Regions from separate parts of the Gossypium hirsutum genome. Here region 2 is linked to region 1. A link is a contact called in public Hi-C data. All regions are on one chromosome and are shown on one strand. The core of a region is the stretch at or near the end of the contact, and the rest is flanking DNA. Distances in the headings are between cores, read along the strand shown.

What was found. A called contact is a pair of places that touch in the nucleus more often than the background predicts.
Region 2: a contact with region 1 is called in a Hi-C map of hypocotyl, with 5 times the contacts expected there. The contact joins the promoter of LOC107951744 here to the promoter of LOC107951747 in region 1. A contact is called at or near these places in 16 of 34 Hi-C or Micro-C datasets (anther, callus, fibers and 4 more).

Annotation. Positions count from the first base shown.
Region 1 is chrA02:96,062,843-96,067,839 of Gossypium_hirsutum_v2.1, forward strand. It overlaps LOC107951747, which reads left to right and starts at 3,066. Exons shown (of 7, transcript XM_016886884.2): 1 at 3,066-3,598; 2 at 4,215-4,316; 3 at 4,599-4,713. The coding sequence starts at 3,474.
Region 2 is chrA02:96,497,916-96,502,582 of Gossypium_hirsutum_v2.1, forward strand. It overlaps LOC107951744 (putative disease resistance protein RGA3), which reads left to right and starts at 2,985. Exons shown (of 1, transcript XM_016886883.2): 1 at 2,985-4,667. The coding sequence starts at 2,985. LOC107951746 (a long non-coding RNA gene) reads right to left here and starts at 1,189. Exons shown (of 2, transcript XR_001698573.1): 1 at 1,007-1,189. LOC107951745 (a long non-coding RNA gene) reads left to right here. Exons shown (of 2, transcript XR_001698572.2): 1 at 1-762; 2 at 1,201-1,453.

The sequences.
Region 1 (4,997 bases), core at 1,816-4,315:
ATAGGTTATCTAGTTCATAACAACTCATGAAAAGATGAAATTTGCCTTAAAATAGAATATTGCTGCAGCAATGACATGAATTTGAAAAATCACTAAAAATAGTATAAATGGAATTAAATGATGAGCAAGTTATGAAATTGAAGCTTAATGAGTATTTTCATATGGATAAAAAAAACAGGCATATAAATTGTACTTTATGAGATATTTGAAACCTTGTGAAACAGGGCCAGAGTGATTTCTAGATCCTCTGTTCTGACTTTAAAAATTCATAATAAATTGTAAAAAAATAATTAGAAGTCATTATTTATATTTACAGATTCCTTATCGAGTCTAGTTTTAAGAGAAACAAATCTCGTAGTCATTGAAATTCTGTATAAAGAGATATCTGATTCGTAATACACAGATGTCAGAGCAGTCGAACCCTGAAACAGGGGAGAATTTAACTAATAAACTGTACTAATTGGCCCAACCAAAAATTCTAGAAAAAAATTATTAAATAGATATATGAGTCTAGATTTAGGGAAAATTTACGAATCTTGATTTCGAGTTTCGTAACTCGAGATATGATTTTTCTTGTAACTGTGACGCGAGTAGCAAGAAAGCTGTGAATGTAGAAACAAAAGATTTGAAGTTCTTAATTTGATAAATTATATTCGGTAACTCCTCAAGCTTGACTCCGGCGACGGTTTCGGGCGTGGGGGCGTTACACACACAGCTGTGTGAGTCCGACGGTCGTGTGCCAAACCGTATGAGCCACATGACCGTGTGCCAGACCATGTGAGCCACACAACCGTGTACCCACACAGTCTGGGTTATTTGGGCCGCGTGGGCCCATTTTCTAAAAATTGTCACTTAAGGCCAATTTGATCTGTGATTCATATTTAGACTCTTTGTAGGGTCCATACTGCTTAAATAAGACTTGAAAATATGATATCTGTTAGCATGCTTCTATATGCGATATGATTAAGGTATGTGAATTATATATGTATGATTTGTGTACTAACAATTCTGAAAGCATGATTACATACAAAAAACATGCATGACATTTGTATATTGAATTTTTGTTAGTATGTACACGTGCATTGGGTTGGGATGTGATATGGCGGATGAAGTGTTGGCATTTTAATTATCTGCCTTATCTGGTGGTTTAAAACCACATAAATATGTTCTAGTGGCTCAGCCACATATATATGCTTCTAGCGATTTACCCCATATTATTAATCGGCAGCTTGATTGCACTACTTCTGAAAAGTGACATACGCTCACTTATTGGTGTATGGGGTTGGATGAGTACTTGAAACTCTAATTGGTGTGTAAGGATGGACGGGGATGGTGTGCAGTAGATGGGGGTAGGGTCTGATTCTGCATCTACTTCTATTAATGAAAATATATCTGATTTTGTATCTGAGCATAAATTGAAATATTATCTGTTAATTTATATGTGTATGATTTGTTGTTTGAGATGTGTTACACACTGAGCCGTAAGCTCACTTTCTATTTTCTTTTCTTTCAAGTAACCAATAGACTTAGGACGGATCGATGTGGCGGCAGCTCGGTTAAAAATTGTTGGTCTTTTTTTAATTATTTTGTTTAGTTTAAATATTATTTTCCATTGGATAGTTTTTAGACTTTTGAGGACTGTTTATATTTTGGATTTTATTTTTCATTTTGAACTACTATAATGTTTTAGATTATTTTAATTCAAACTGCAATGCATTGAACTTCAAAATCAAATTATGATTTTCAAAATTCTGTTTTAACTTAAGGTTTTCGCTGCAAAAAATAAGTAATTTTATGTATGTTTTTCTGGAATTTAAATGAAGTAACCGAATAAGGTAATTTTACTTTAAAAATTGGAAATACCATTATCGAGTATACTTCTACGAAATGTTTTCAAATTTTAGGTTTTTGTTTTTCAAAGTACGTATGTAATTCCTTAGGATTTGTTCATAACGTCTAGGCTGAGTATGAGGTGTTATAAAAACACTAACAGTGTTAAATTTATTTTTTTTGTTATGCTACAAAAATATAGTCAGCGTTGGAGGAAATTCATGTTAAAAAAATAGGAATTGAGCTATGCTTAACGAATTAATATTAAATAAGAAAAAAAGAGTTTTAAAAAATCTAAATGAAAAGAAATTCATTATTTTCAATTAATAAAATAATTAATTAAAAAATAAAACTAAAAGTAATCGAACATATAAAATACAAAAAAAATATCATATTATGTGTCATATGTTGGTCATACATTGATTATTTTTGCTACCTCATAAAAAATAACATTGTTAGTATATTGGAGTAATTTGTAAAATGTTTGACAAGTTTAAGTACCAAACCGAACAAAAAAAAAGATTAGGTGCCAAATTAAGAAAAAGAGTCAAGTTCAGGTATCAAATTAGACCCCCAAACAGATTAAGTATCAACTTAAGAAAAAAAGTCAAGTTTAGGTACCAAATTAAGAAAAAGTGTTAAGTTTGGGTACGAAATTGGACAAAAAAAAGTTTGTACCAAATTAGAAAAAAAATGTCAATTTCAAGTACCAAATATTATATTAAGCCAATTTTTTTATTATATGATATTGAATCTTCTATGCTAAGATATTAAGCAATTAATTAATTTTATATTCAATTCCAAATAAAGCTCATATTTTTTCATTACTTTTTTCCCAAACAAAGAACAAATAAATTTAATTAATTGTAATTATTTTTTACTCATGTTTATATTATCAAAACAAGTTTAAGTTTAATTGATTTCGTTAAGGATAATCTCGAAATATAAAATAAAATTTTAAAATTTAAATAGAGATTAAATTAATTAAATTTATTATTATAATAACAAATTAGTTGATATTATTAACGGATAAAAAATTTAATAATTTATTAACTTAAAGGTTAAAAAAACCCTTAGTAAAAAAGTAAAAATACAATTAAGCTTTAAAAAAAATACAATTAAGCTTTAAAAAAAAATTCATCCCATTTAACCCTTATTATCCAAAAACAAAATCAACTGGACCCTTCTTTTTATTCTTTTCAGCTTCATGGTTATCGATCTATTCGAGCTAAATATATGAGATTTAAGTATTGTGTGATGAACGAAAGCGACCAAATTGCAAGGAATTAATTTTAAGTGAACAAAATAAAAAGACCCCCCTTACGTTAGGTTACCAACTAGCTAGAATAAAGAAACATTGTTTTCTTGCTTAGTGGTTAAGGCGTTAAGCTGATCCGGTGGTCAGCCCTTTCTCTCCTAACAGAGAAGCGGTAGTCAACACGGCGTCGCTTTTACTCCCACGTTAAAATCCCGTCAATTTTTACTTCTAAAGAAAGAAGAGAAGATAAGAAGGAAATAGGATCCTGTGGCTGTGGCTGTGGCTGTGGCGTTTATTTGTGTTGGAACTTCCAATTTCAATTTCAATTTCATTTTCATTTTCAAGTTTTATATTTTACGGCGACAAAATTAGAAAGGAGTCCACCATGTGGGTGGAGATCATCTGTGGACTTGTCTTTTACCGCTTGTTCCGCCGCTTCTTCTACGGCTCCGACGACGTTTTGGAGTTCGAAACCTCTGATTTTAATGCTATTTTCTCCGTCGCCAATAGGTGCTACTTTTACTCTTTCAACTTTTTTCTATTTTCATGATTTTCTAATAAATTCTCCCCCCCCAAAAAAAATAAAATAAAATAAAAATGAGAGCGATACTTTCTTGATTTTAGTAGAGCTTGTTTCTGAGCTGAGCTTGATTGTGCAAGTATTAAGTTGTAAAGGTTTGTTTGGTTTCATGGAGAATTGAATTCTTAGAATGAGTTTTGAAGTAGTGTTTACTTCTTTCCCATGGAAAAAATGTTGTAAATTGACACTTCTTTTGTTGTTGCTTTTATCAACTTGCTATTGGGCTTTGTGAGTGAAAAGGATTAATGCGTTTGAATGTGAAGAATTAAAAATTGATTTTCAGATCTTTTGAATAACGAAGTCCATGATTTTACTGTTATATGGAGCGGGATTTTGTGTTAATTCTCTCTCTCTTTTGTGTAGCACAATTCAAGTAGCAGAAGCAACAATCAAACATAGTCTTAGGTTATTTTGTTAGCTTATTTGCGACCAAAATTGACATTAAAGTTAAATTTAAAACGGAGTATTTCGGTAAGTTCTAAGTGGCCGTAATCAAATCCCTCCACTCCTCTACTAATTGCTTCTTTTGATGCATCTTCATTGTAGACTTGAAAAGCTTCATGGTGGAAAGGTGTATGTGGGGCTTCACATTCCGGATGTCAACACTGGCTCTCGACAGAATATCGATATTGTTCTTGTTACTAAAAGGTAAGGTGTTTATGCTTTGCCAGCTTCATTGCATTTGCTTTGAGTATGTTTTAGTAGCTATTAGTTATATATATTTTATAAAAGCTATAATTGCCTTGTTTAAATTGCGTACAAAGATGCTAATATCATTGAGAATGGGATTTTTAGTATTTTAAAGTTCTTTTTCTTATTTCTTATCTCTGTTTAATGTTGCAAAATTATGTAATCACTGGAGTTTCCGTTGATGTAAACTTTCTGGTGCTTTTTTATTTTACTTCTTGAAGTTTTGATCCATATGTGCAGAGAAGCAACAGTTATTTCTGTCCAGAATCTAGCAGGGTTCATTTCTATAAATGAGGATGGTAGCTGGACCTGTGAAGGTGGCAGTAGCCAAAGTGCAGTGTGTAATCCTGATCCCGTAAGTCACCATATCTACTTCTTCAGGAACTCAATATGTATTGCATGTTCGCATGTTTATTGTAGGGAGGGTGAATGTTGATTGCCATAAAAGGCTTTTCTGATGGGTTGTATTCTCAGTGTCACGATGCATATTAACTGCATTTATTTTCTGAGTTCTCACTCTTCTCTGTATTACCGGACATCTTTTATTGACAAGCACCTTCAAAACTGATAATAGTTACTTGATGTTCTACTAAGCATTTTGTTGGGGAGGAGAGGGGGGAAGAGAGTGGGGGGGGGGGG
Region 2 (4,667 bases), core at 1,735-4,234, 430 kb after region 1:
ACACAAATGATAATAATCAATATATCAAATATAATAATAATAGTAATAATAATGTTGAAATAATTAATTTTAATAATATAAAAATAATGATAATAATACAATAATAATAAGATTGAAAATAATAATAATAATAAATTAATAAAAACATAAGTAACAATGAAATTCACCAAATAAAGAAATGAATAATCTATTTAGTGTGAAAGAATGAAGAAATAAATAAAAAAAGGTGAAAATATGGAAATTAAGTGGCCCAGGATTCAATTGCAATCTGGGCAGCATTGGGGTGAATTTTCAAAAATAAAAAAACATGTTCGATTAAGGGACCAAAATGAAACACGCGCAAAAGTACGCGGATCGAAATGGGAATACTCCCGCACCATTGAAACAGCGCCGTTTTAACAAGTACCAAAACGTAACTGAAATAAAACATTAGGCAAAATTTAAAAGATGTAACCATGAATTGATTTGAAAGGACCAGAAAGGAGGAGGGACCATTTGCACAATTTTCTCTGAGAGTAGAAACACGCGGATCCTTTCCCCCTTGAATGGCGCCGTTTCATTAGTTGTTAAAGCTGAAAAAAAATTTCTTTGAAAAAGTTATCTGTCATTTTCTAATGAATAGCCATTATCCCTACTAGGGTTTCTGCCTCTCAAAGGCTACCCTTCAATGCTCGCTACACCACCACATTTGGTGGCCAACGCGTAAAACATGGCCTAGATCTGACAACGGAGGAGAACTCCGACCATGATCACGAAGGTTAGGTAAGCGTTCCTTTCTTTCCTTTTTATTTTTATTTTTACACATTAACAACAATAGAAGAAGATAAAAATAAAAAATAAAAGATCTAGATGAAAACAACTTTAAATCTGCTTTAAAAAATAAGAGGGATAGATCTATGAAAACGAAAAGGGTTTCAATACTCCCTTTTATTTTTTTGCAATCAGAAAGCAAATCTACACTTGAAATCAAACGAAAGCAAGATAAATTGAAAAAAATAAACTCAACCTTCTGCTAAATTTATTTGATTTCTCTGTATTCCAATATGCATGTGTATCCTCCCCTTTCTTTCTTTAGAATCGGCCTTATATAACCGAAAAAATGAACAAAAAATGAAATTACAATATCATTTTTATATTTTCTATTATTTCTTTGCTATTGAATTTCTTGTTTTTTTGTCGTTTTTTGGCTTCTTCTAGCAGGTTCTACTGACGTGGGGAGTGCCGTATGGAGGAAGAGGACATAGTGACGTGGGGCCGTTTGTGGGAGCTGCGACTCAAGGGGTAACCTAGGGTTTTTGCCGAAAATTGGCTTGGTGTTTTAGGCCGTTTGGGTTAATTGGATGTAATGGAATTTTGGGTTAAATTTTATTATTGGGCTTGGATTAATTTTGGTGTTTTGAAATGCTGTTGTAAATGGACATTGGATCCTTTAAATAATTTAGTTTATTATTTATTTTTTGTTTTATTTTGTGTATGAGCCCAGGCGAAATGGGCTTTCTACACCAATTTGTGAAAAAATAAAATAAAATAAAATAAAGAACACAAAAATTTTTATGTGGAAACCCTTTTGGGAAAAAATCACGGGCAGAGGAGAAAAAAATACTATGTCGAATTCGAATTATTATAAGAGGAATAGACTATGTCTATTTATAGGCTTGTAAAGCCTTATTCTAGTAAGACTGAAACATCTTATTCTAATCAATATAGAATAGATGGAGTTTAATAAGGTTTAAAAAAATCTTATTCTAAAATAAAATAAGTGTAGTTCTATATGAATTTTACTTTTATTTTATTTTACCAGTGTATTTTATTTAAATAAGGATTCGGGACATCAAGGTTGAAATTTTAAAATTCAAAAAGTAAAAGCACTAAAAATAATCAAATTGGAGAATAAGAACTAAATCCAAAGCTTAAGTATAATATAAAACTAATAGCGAACTAAATCCAAAGCTTAAGTATAATATAAAACTAATAGCAAAATTTCATCTAACCGATTGTATCATTTGGGTGAAGATAAAAAAATTAAAAATCAAAAAATTTAAAGATTAAACTTAATCAAATTAAAGTATAGAAATTAAATAAACAATTTATATATATTACATGGTCTAATAACAAAATTGTATAAAATATTAGAGTGAGAGATTGTACGTGACAACCATAATTAACATAAAAAATCAAATAGGTGTACATTAGCTACTGACTATATAATTATTAATAATGGTTAGAGGCACCGTTATACCAACGAAAAGAAATAGTCAAACGCACCGGACATTCGTAAATTTAAAATTCTATTCTATGTTCATACATGTTTTTAAATTTAATCTTTTAATTCACAAAATTAAATGTCCATTATTCTCTTCATTTTCGATCACTCTCTTCCTTACTTGATTCCATTAATAACCCATCATCACAGAAATTAGACGTATTCCCCCGTTCCCAGCGGTCATGGCTTAATACTTTGCCTTCAACATAACTGAAAACGTCCTTTCTAAACTAACCAAAATTGCCTATCAAGAAATCAGCCTAGGTTGGGATGTTCACAGGGACCTTGAAAAGCTTCAAAAGACTTTAACTACTATTAAACCTGTGCTTTTAGATGCTGAACTAAAACAGGTTGATGACAATCATCTCCGGGTTTGGCTACAAGAGTTGAAGGATGCTTGTTACGATGCAGAAGATGTATTAGATGAGTTCGAAATTCAAGCATTGAGGAAGCAGCTTCTGAAACAGAGGAGCATTGGTAAGAAGGTAAGCTATTTCTTTTCAAGCTCAAACCCACTTGCTTTTCGATTTAAGATGGCCCATAAGATTAAACAACTCAAATCAGAGATTTCATGAGATTGCTGCTTTGAAAAATAATTTTCATCTCGTTCAGAGACATGTTGGCCCCAAGGCACAGCCTGCGCTCGGAGAGGGAGACCCACTCCTTTGTGCAGAAATCAGAGGTAATTGGCAGAGATGATGAGAAATGAAGAATTGTAAAGATGTTGACGCAGGATGATCCAGCTGATGAGGAAGACATACCCGTCCTTCCCATAGTTGGAATTGGAGGCATGGGAAAAACGGCCCTTGCCAAACTGGTTTTCAATTATGAAGCTGTGGATGCTCACTTTGAGTTGAAACTGTGGGTGTGTGTTTCCTATGATTTTGATCTGAAACGATTAGTAGTAAAAGCCATTAAAGCCGGAAAAGGTGGTGATGGAGACCTTGGAAGCATGTATTTGGAGCAATTACAGAAGGCCTTGCGATATTCCTTGAATGCTAAAAGGTATTTGCTTGTTTTAGATGATGTGTGGAGCGAGGATAATAGAAAATGGATGGAACTGAAACAGTTGTTTGCAGGAGGAGCTGTCGGAAGCAAAATTGTAGTCACCCCTCGGAGTAACCAAGTTGCAAAGATCTCAGGCACAATCTCCCAACACCATTTGGAAGCTTTTCCGTACGACAAATCTTTATCTTTGTTTCTGAAATTCGCTTTCAAGAAAGGTGAAGAAAAACAACATCCAAACCTTGAGGAAATTGGAGAAGAAATTGTTAAGAAATGCAAAGGGGTTCCTCTAATATTGAAAACATTGGGAAGTTCACTTTTCTCCAAAACTTCAGAGCAGGAGTGGAAAGTTTTTAAAGATAGTGAGACGTGGGAATTAATGGAAAAGGAAAATCAAATATTTTCAATTCTGAAACTAACTTACGATCAACTGTCTCCTCAGCTGAAGCAATGTGTTGCTTATTGCTCACTCTATCCAAAGGATACTGATTTTATAAGCTTTGGTCTAATCCAATTTTGGATGGCACTTGGTCTTCTTGAATCCTCCCATAAAAATGAAAATCCCGAATATATTGGTAAGCGGTATTTGAATGACCTGCTGCCACGATCTTTCTTTCAAGATTATGATTTGGCATTTTTCTTTGATGCATTCAAAATTCATGATCTTTTACATGATATTGCATTATCAGTGGCAAAGAGTGAGTGTTGTATAGTCAACACTTTTGAGCAAAATATTGCCACAGGGATCCGACATGTATGCCTTACTAACTCTGATTCTTCCGAGGAAAATGCTTCCAAATTCCTTGGTAAATTAGGGCATTTGCGTACGCTTAGGCTTCCAAATTTGAGAAACGGTCCAACCAGCGAATCCTTTATTGAAAAATGTTTGAAGAGGTTCCAACATTTGCGAATGCTTGATCTTTCTGGGTCTACTCTCGAGCTATTGCCCAGATGGATTGTTAATTTGAAGCATTTAAGATTTCTCGACATTTCCAACTGTCCCAACATCAAGAAACTTCTCAACTCCATTTGTAAGTTGCAAAATTTGCAGACTCTGTTTTTAGATGGTTGTGACCAAATTGAAGAGTTGCCTAAGAATATCAGGTACATGATCAGTCTCAGATTTTTGTTATTAGCTACAAAACAACGAGATCTTCATGGTCATGGATTACAACACTTGAAATCCCTTCGAGTTTTAGCTATTTATGGCTGTGAAAATCTGGAGTATTTGTTTGATGGGATTCAGAAGCTCACATCTCTTCATACAGTATGGATTGTTGATTGCAAAAAATTGGTACCACTACCACATGGCTTGAAATACGTAGCTGCATTACAATCTCTAGTTATTGGGGCTTGCGAAAAGCTTGATTTGAGTACGGGACAGGGACTCAAAGAGAAA